Regions from separate parts of the Sus scrofa genome. Here region 2 is linked to region 1. Evidence: chromatin contacts called from public HiChIP or PLAC-seq data. All regions are on one chromosome and are shown on one strand. The core of a region is the stretch at or near the end of the contact, and the rest is flanking DNA. Distances in the headings are between cores, read along the strand shown. Region 1 overlaps LOC100511376 (E3 SUMO-protein ligase RanBP2). Region 2 overlaps GCC2 (GRIP and coiled-coil domain-containing protein 2).

Region 1 (3,429 bases), core at 624-3,123:
TGAGTGAGTCTTGCAGGATTCCACAGGGCTGGAGGAACTGAGGGGACAGCCACAAAGGTCTCCCACTGACCGGCTACCACGGGGTCCAGGGAGACGCAGTCCTTTTTTACCTCTGACACACTCATTTTCTCCAATTCCTGAAGAGTTCACTTCATACTCCTCCTCTTTCCTCCAACTCTCACTTTCAACTTAGGATCACAGCTCATCCCCCGAGGGGAAATGGAAGCTACCACCTATAAGCGCCACCATACCTTCTACGCTCACTCACCTCCCTGCTCACGCCACTCAGCACAGACTGTGCTCTCCACTAGCGCCCTCTTTCCTTCTGAATCATTTCACAAACTTACATTTGCCTGCTATAATGGCAAAAGCCCTAGACTTCAATTATATGTTTAAAAACAGGAGTTCCCACTGTGGCAACAGGGCCAGCAGCCTCTCTGTATTGTCAGGACACAAGTTCGACACCACACCTGGCACAATGAGTAGATTAAAGGATCCAGTATTACCGAAGCTGCAGTGTAGATCACAACTGTGGTGCAGATCACAAGTGTGGTTCAGATCTGATCCCTGGCCCAAGAAATCCATGTGCCACAGGGCGGCCCAAAAAGGAAAAGAAAGAAAGAAGCGGGGGAGAGAGAGAGACAATGAGAGAGAGGAAGAAGCAAAGAAGGGCCAGAAAACTATTTACTATAAATAAGCCTCAAATTTTAGGAGATACTGAATTACTCTGCTAAATAGTTATCAATCTCATGGATTTCTATTCCAAAAAATGGGGGGGTGGGGAGGCTCTGACATAGATTTAGTTTTAGACAACATCTTTAAAGAGTCATTAAAGAAAATCAAGATGCCTCAGAAGCATTTAACTTTTCTTACACTGCAAGAAAAATAAGTCCCTCCCATTATTTACATAGTTCCTAATGTCACTGTCACCAAATGGACTGTACTGTCACGGCCAATAAGAAAACTATGTTTGAGATATAAGACAAAGGTAATAAGATAAATCTGTACAATGATACCTAACATTTTAGATTAATATTTAAAACCCAAGTGTGCTTATCACAGAGAGGGAAAAAAAAAAAGTTTCTAGTTTTTAAAACGCTTTTGATTTATAAATCCGGGAGTTCCCATTGTGGCGCAGTGGAAATGAATCTGACTAGTAACCATGAGGTTGCAGGTTCAACCGCTGGCCTCGCTCAGTGGGTTAAGGATCCGGTGTTGCTGTGAGCTGTGGTGTAGGTCACAGCTGTAGCTCCGATTAGACCCCCAGCCTAAGAACCTCCATATGCTGTGGGTGCAGCCCTAAAAAGGAAAAAAAAAAAAAAAAATCTGTACACAATCATTCAATTTATTGATCTATAATAGCCAAAATCTGGAAACCAAAATCTCCCTCAAAAGTAAATAGTTAGGAGTTCCTGTCATGGCTCAGCAGTAACGAACCCAACCAGTATCCAAGAGGATTCAGGTTTGATCCCTGGCTTGCTCAGTGGGTTAAGGATCTGGCGTTGCCCTAAGCTATGGTGTGAGTAGCAGATGCAGCTCAGATCCCCGGGTTGCTATGGCTATGGTGTAGGTTGGCAGCTTACAGCTTCGATTCGATCCCTAGCCTGGGAACTTCCACATGCCACAGGTATGGCCCTAAAAAGACAAAAAAAAAAAAAAAAAAAAGGAAATGGGTAAACCATAGGACACATCCATGTGACAAGATACCACTCAACAATAAAAGGAACCAACTACTGACACACACAACCTGGCTGGTATCAAGGACATTGTGCAGGATGAAAAACTCACCCTCAGAAGATCACATGCTGCATGATTCTACTTCTGCAACATTTTAAATTACAAAACCATAAAGACAGAAGAAATGAGCAGTTAGCAGAAGTTAAGGATGATGGGATGGAGGGGTGAATGTGACCACAAAAGGGCAGCACAAAGAGCACCACCCTGTGCTGATGGATGGTTCTGTATGGCGACTGTGGTGCTGATTATGGAAATCCACACACACAGTAAGATGAAAATATACATACATGCACCAATGCCTAAATCTTGATTCTGATATTGTTATAGCTACACTAAGATGTAACCAACCACTGAAAGAACTGGATGAAGTATATTCAGGACCTCTCTGTACAATTTTTGCAATTTCCTAAGAAAATCTCTAATTTCAAAATTAAAGTTTTAAAAACTCTGTCAGAAACATGTATAAATGGCAGAGCAAGGGGGTCCTGTTAAAAATACACCCTGAAAACTGTTTGCCTAATACATTTGGAAAGATTTTTCTCCCCCAAGAGCCATTTTACTCAGTAAAGAATAACAATCAGAATCAGTTAATACGTTAGCAACAACTTGTAAGTACCTCTAACATACTTGAGAAACTGTCTTTAACTTTGGCCTGAAAACCTCACTATTCCATAAACACAGTCCTTTCCATTTTCAGGCAACAGTTCTTTAAAAACTTTTTAACTCTAAACTGTCATCACCCTATGGGTAATTTTCACCCAATGAAGCACAATTTTGTATCACTGACAGCTCAATTTAAATTGAGGAAACAGTAAAATCCCTACAATATGAATCACCCCAGGATAAATGTGGCGCCATCCCTGAGGCACACAGCGCGGCCGGCACACTGGGGTGCATGCATAGCCCATGAAATGGCTTTCACAGTAAAGCAACATCCATCACCTCATAGAGCTACAAATTATTCCTTCCTGTGATGACAACTTCTTAGATCTACACTCTTGGCAACTCTAAAATGCACATTACAGTACTGTTAACTGCAGTACCCTGCTGTACGTGACACCCCAAGGACTTACTGATCTTATAGAAGGGCGGGTACCCTTCTGACCCCCTTTCACCCACTGCCCACATGCCCAACCCCACACACACGAGTTTAAGACTTGCTCCTGAAAAGTCATTTAGACTCCAAATACTAGAAATAGCTGTATCTTAAGTTTTCCCCAACTGCTTTTATTATATGCTTTGTTTTGCTCAGTTTTTTACCTTTAGTTTATAAATTGCAGGACTTCCTGGAAAAAGTTTAGCTGCTCTTTCAACCCAGTATTTTGCTCTTCCATCACTAACATCATTTTTACAGAGCAATTCTGCAATCTTCAACACAAGATCTTTTTGCGTTGGGTTTAATTCCACTGAACGCTGTTATCAAAAAAGAAATCAGAAATTAGTAGGATTCCTAAGGTCCACACAGTCATACATAAAAATGTATCAGGTAACCTCACTGTCTTTCTACAGAGTTCCCATTGTGGCTCAGCAGGTTAAGAACCAGACGAGTATCCATGAGGTCGCAGGTTTGATCCCTGGCCTTGCTCAGTGGGTTAAGGATCTAGTATTGCTGGGCTGCAGCCTAGGTCACAGAAGTGGCTCAGATCCCAAGTTGCTGCAGCTGTGGTATAGACCAGCAGCTGCAGCTCCCAT
Region 2 (3,429 bases), core at 347-2,846, 140 kb after region 1:
GAAAGAGTAAGTGTGAGACTGCTCAAAATCATGGATTCAGCGTTAAAAAGATACACAATAAAGCTAAATGATTCTAGGGATGTCAAATGATATGGCAGAGAATTTGAATAACCAGAAGACAGGAGTTCCCGTCATGGCTCAGTGGTTAACGAATCTGACTAGGAACCATGAGGTTGCAGGTTCTATCCCTGGCCTTGCTCAGTGGGTTAAGGATCTGGCGTTGGCGTGAGGTGTGGTGTAGGTCGCAGACGTGGCTTGGATCCTGCGTTGCTGTGGCTCTAGTGTAGGCCAGCAGCTACAGCTCTGATTGACCCCTAGCCTGGGAACTTCCATATGCCACAGGAGCGGCCCAAGAAATGGCAAAAAGACAAAAAAAAAAAAAAAAAAAAAAAAAAAGCCCTAAAAACTTAGTGACTGAACTTTAAACCACTTAAGTCAATTCAGAACATGTGATAGTTACCACTAGCATTAAGATAAACTATTAGGGAACACAGTGCAGAGGGCTGGCCTGCTGCCAGCATGGGCAGAAATTCCTAAACCACATTCTAGCTATTTCTGAAGCAGGGGTCAGCTCTGAAGATGTCCCTGCTGGTTCCTGTCACTACCCGCTCTCATCTTCAGCATCCAGGCAAGGGCCCAAGCCCAGGGCAGGCTAACCTGTCACAGTTCCCGGGCAGGGCTTGCCTGCCTGCAAATAACCCACACTGAGTAGGGCTGGGTACTTTGAGCACATTACTTTACTAATCCCAAGAAACCAGAAGGTCAGAGACATTAAATGGCTTTGTCCAAGGACTCAGAACTGTGTTAGCAACCAGAATTCTGACCACAACTTTTAAGGTCCAATTTCATTTATTCTCCTTTCTATGAAGTCCCCATCCTCAGCTTTCAGACACTACCCTTCAGCTGCCTTTTGAGGCCTGTCTCTGAGTTTCTGACCCTCTTCTAACTGCCGATTCTACTGCTGACCCCTGGTTGGGTACTTCCTTTGATGACTCTTGGCTAATTTACAATTTCTTGAAGCTGGTTTCCAGCCTTGACAAGTGACCCATGGCTGCCAATGCCCTGGTGACAAGGCACCGGTACTAAGTCAAAGGCTGGTACTTAATACTCCAGAGTGTCCTCATCTTGGCTGACACATCCCATCTCTTCCAGGAAGCAGAATGACAGTTGTGTGGGTGCCTGAACTAAATCCCACTAATTACAAATCTGAAAGGCAAGAAGCCATGTGTGGCCAAGTGATCCTACAAATTCAGTGCTATCTAGAGTTTCTGATGAAAAACAGATGTATTTGGGGAGTTCCCGTTGTGGCTCAGTGGTAACAAACCCAACTGGTATCCATGAGGATGGGGGTTTGATCCCTGGCCTCCCTCAGTAGGTTGGGAATCCGGCATTGCTGTGAGCTATGGTATAGGCTGGCTGCTGAAGCTCTGATTTGACCCCTAGCCTGGGGACTTCCATATGCCTCGGGAGTGGCCCTAAAAAGCACCCCCCCACCAAAAAAAAAAAAACTGGATGTATTTGATGACTAACAGTGACTCAGTGGCCACTGGAATCTGGACACAGGTCATGAGACGGATAGAGCCCGTGAGTCAGACGAGAAGAAAAACATGAAAACTGGTACTGAGAGGTCATGGAGGTAAGACGGGCTCAGTGTTCCAGTCTCACTAAGCAAATCCCATACTCATTGATCATGGAAGCGATGCTGCTCGTCACCCACAAAGTTTTCATTTTCTCAAGAAGATGTGGGGGACGCGTTTCAGTGGCAGAGACACATGCACCGGGGCGCCCCACACACGCACGTACCTCTCGTTGCTGGCTCGCTCCGCAGCTGGAAGAGCTGGGCCTCCAGCTGGGACAGCTGCTGCTGCAGCGTCTCCACCGTCCCCCGGTGCTCCTCCTGCAGCTGCCGCACCTGGTCCCGGAAGCCACCACGCAGTGCCTCGCCCTGGGCCGCCAGCTGGGCTGCCATCTGTGCCTGCTCAGTCCGTAGCGCCGTGTTCTCCGCCTGCACCGAGCACAGCCTATGGAGAGGGGCCAATGCCAAGGCTGAGACCCAAGTCCACCCAGCCTGGAAAAAGTCAGCCACCCTTGGGCGCAGGAGGAGGCTCAGGTGAGCAGCGGTCAGGACACATGGTGAAGTCACTTTACACCAGTCCACTTCTCCAGGCCAGCCTGGGTGGCAGCGCACACAAACACAGGATAAACTTGCCTTTTCCCTATCACCCTCAAAACATGAAAAAGGACACTTTCAATCATACAGAAAGCCCTGGAAGGAAGTTCTGGCCATTTTGGAACCAATTAACATGAACCCCCAAAACAGACTTAGTTTTCTGCAGCTGCTTCCGGGGCACCTTGTCCAATGCAGGTTCTCCTCCCAGAGCCACCGCATGAGAAAACCGAAAGCAGGGCTGGCAATTGGCCACTTTTACTGTAGTCCACCTGACACTGACTGGGGAATTGCTAGCTTTAATGATTCACTTAGAGTGTTGATATATCTGACTTAACTATAGTTAAGTAAGATAAGACTTATGATTTTATATATCTGACTTTGGTAAAACATCATTTTTCTTTTTATATAAGTATACTCTTGGAAATTCAAACAATATGGAACCAATTACAGAAAAAACAAGAGCCTTCTTTTATCCACTCCACCCCTGCAATATGAAGTCCAGCTCTTGGGGGAAAGAGCCCAGCACAGAGCTCTCTGAGATTTTTCCTATGTGCTACAGGGGAGCACATGATACAAAGTTTTAAATAAGGCTGAGTGGCTAAAGGGAGACCTGCAGTAAAAACACAATGTTTCAAAAGAGGTGTCTTAATTGCCAAGGTCACAGATGGATGACTTTAGATTCTCTCTAGCACTTTGTTCAAACAACACCCACCGACAAGTAAAGGAAGAGCTGGTGGCAGCGACAAGTCTCTATGGAGGATAAAAGCTACGGGGAGAGCTTAAGGGGCTTCCAGGCCTCAAGCGACGGCAGGGACAGGATTGCCTCCATGAGCCCCTGCCTAGACTGCTGCTCTGTCCTCAGGGCAGCTTGGGTGTCGGCCGAGCGACTCCCCCAGAGTTACCTTTACAGTCTCCTACAGAGAGAGCAGGGTTATTAAGATGTTTAAAAAAGAAGAGGCTGGAGTTCCTATCAGGGCTCAGTGGAAACAAATCTGACTAGTAACCATGAGGACACAGGTTCGATACTGGCCTTGCTCGTTCAGTGAGTTGAGGATCTGGCGTTGCTGTGGCTATGACGTAGGCTGGCAGCTGTAGCTCCGATTCAACCCCTAGCCTGGGAACCTCCATATGCTGCAGATGCAGCCCCAAAAGGCAAAAAAAAAAAAAAAAAAAAAGGCAAAAAATTAAAGCAAAATACAGAACAATCCCAAAGGGGGAGCTTTAAGGTAGAAGCAGCAAATACCTACATCTACCTTTCA

Evidence for each region. HiChIP or PLAC-seq counts read pairs in DNA pulled down with a chosen protein or histone mark.
Region 2: an H3K27ac HiChIP or PLAC-seq map of alveolar macrophages shows a contact between it and region 1. The contact joins two enhancer-like sites. A contact is called at or near these places in 3 of 47 Hi-C or Micro-C datasets (embryonic fibroblasts, mesenteric adipose tissue and omental adipose tissue) and 1 of 2 datasets of contacts at active chromatin or transcription factors (alveolar macrophages).

Annotation. Positions count from the first base shown.
Region 1 is chr3:47,585,713-47,589,141 of Sscrofa11.1, forward strand. It overlaps LOC100511376 (E3 SUMO-protein ligase RanBP2), which reads right to left. Exons shown (of 30, transcript XM_021087106.1): 4 at 2,998-3,150. It also overlaps the pseudogene LOC100512223. Among named protein-coding and RNA genes, the nearest start is that of LIMS1, 42 kb to the right of the region's middle. Within about 2 kb of position 1,874, at least 1 of the 83 cell types and tissues checked has an H3K27ac peak or open chromatin away from gene starts, as enhancers often do. A contact at or near this core is called in alveolar macrophages, where this site is marked.
Region 2 is chr3:47,725,520-47,728,948 of Sscrofa11.1, forward strand. It overlaps GCC2 (GRIP and coiled-coil domain-containing protein 2), which reads right to left. Exons shown (of 23, transcript XM_003124853.6): 19 at 1,804-2,021. Among named protein-coding and RNA genes, the nearest start is that of GCC2, 32 kb to the right of the region's middle. Within about 2 kb of position 1,597, at least 21 of the 83 cell types and tissues checked have an H3K27ac peak or open chromatin away from gene starts, as enhancers often do. A contact at or near this core is called in alveolar macrophages, where this site is marked.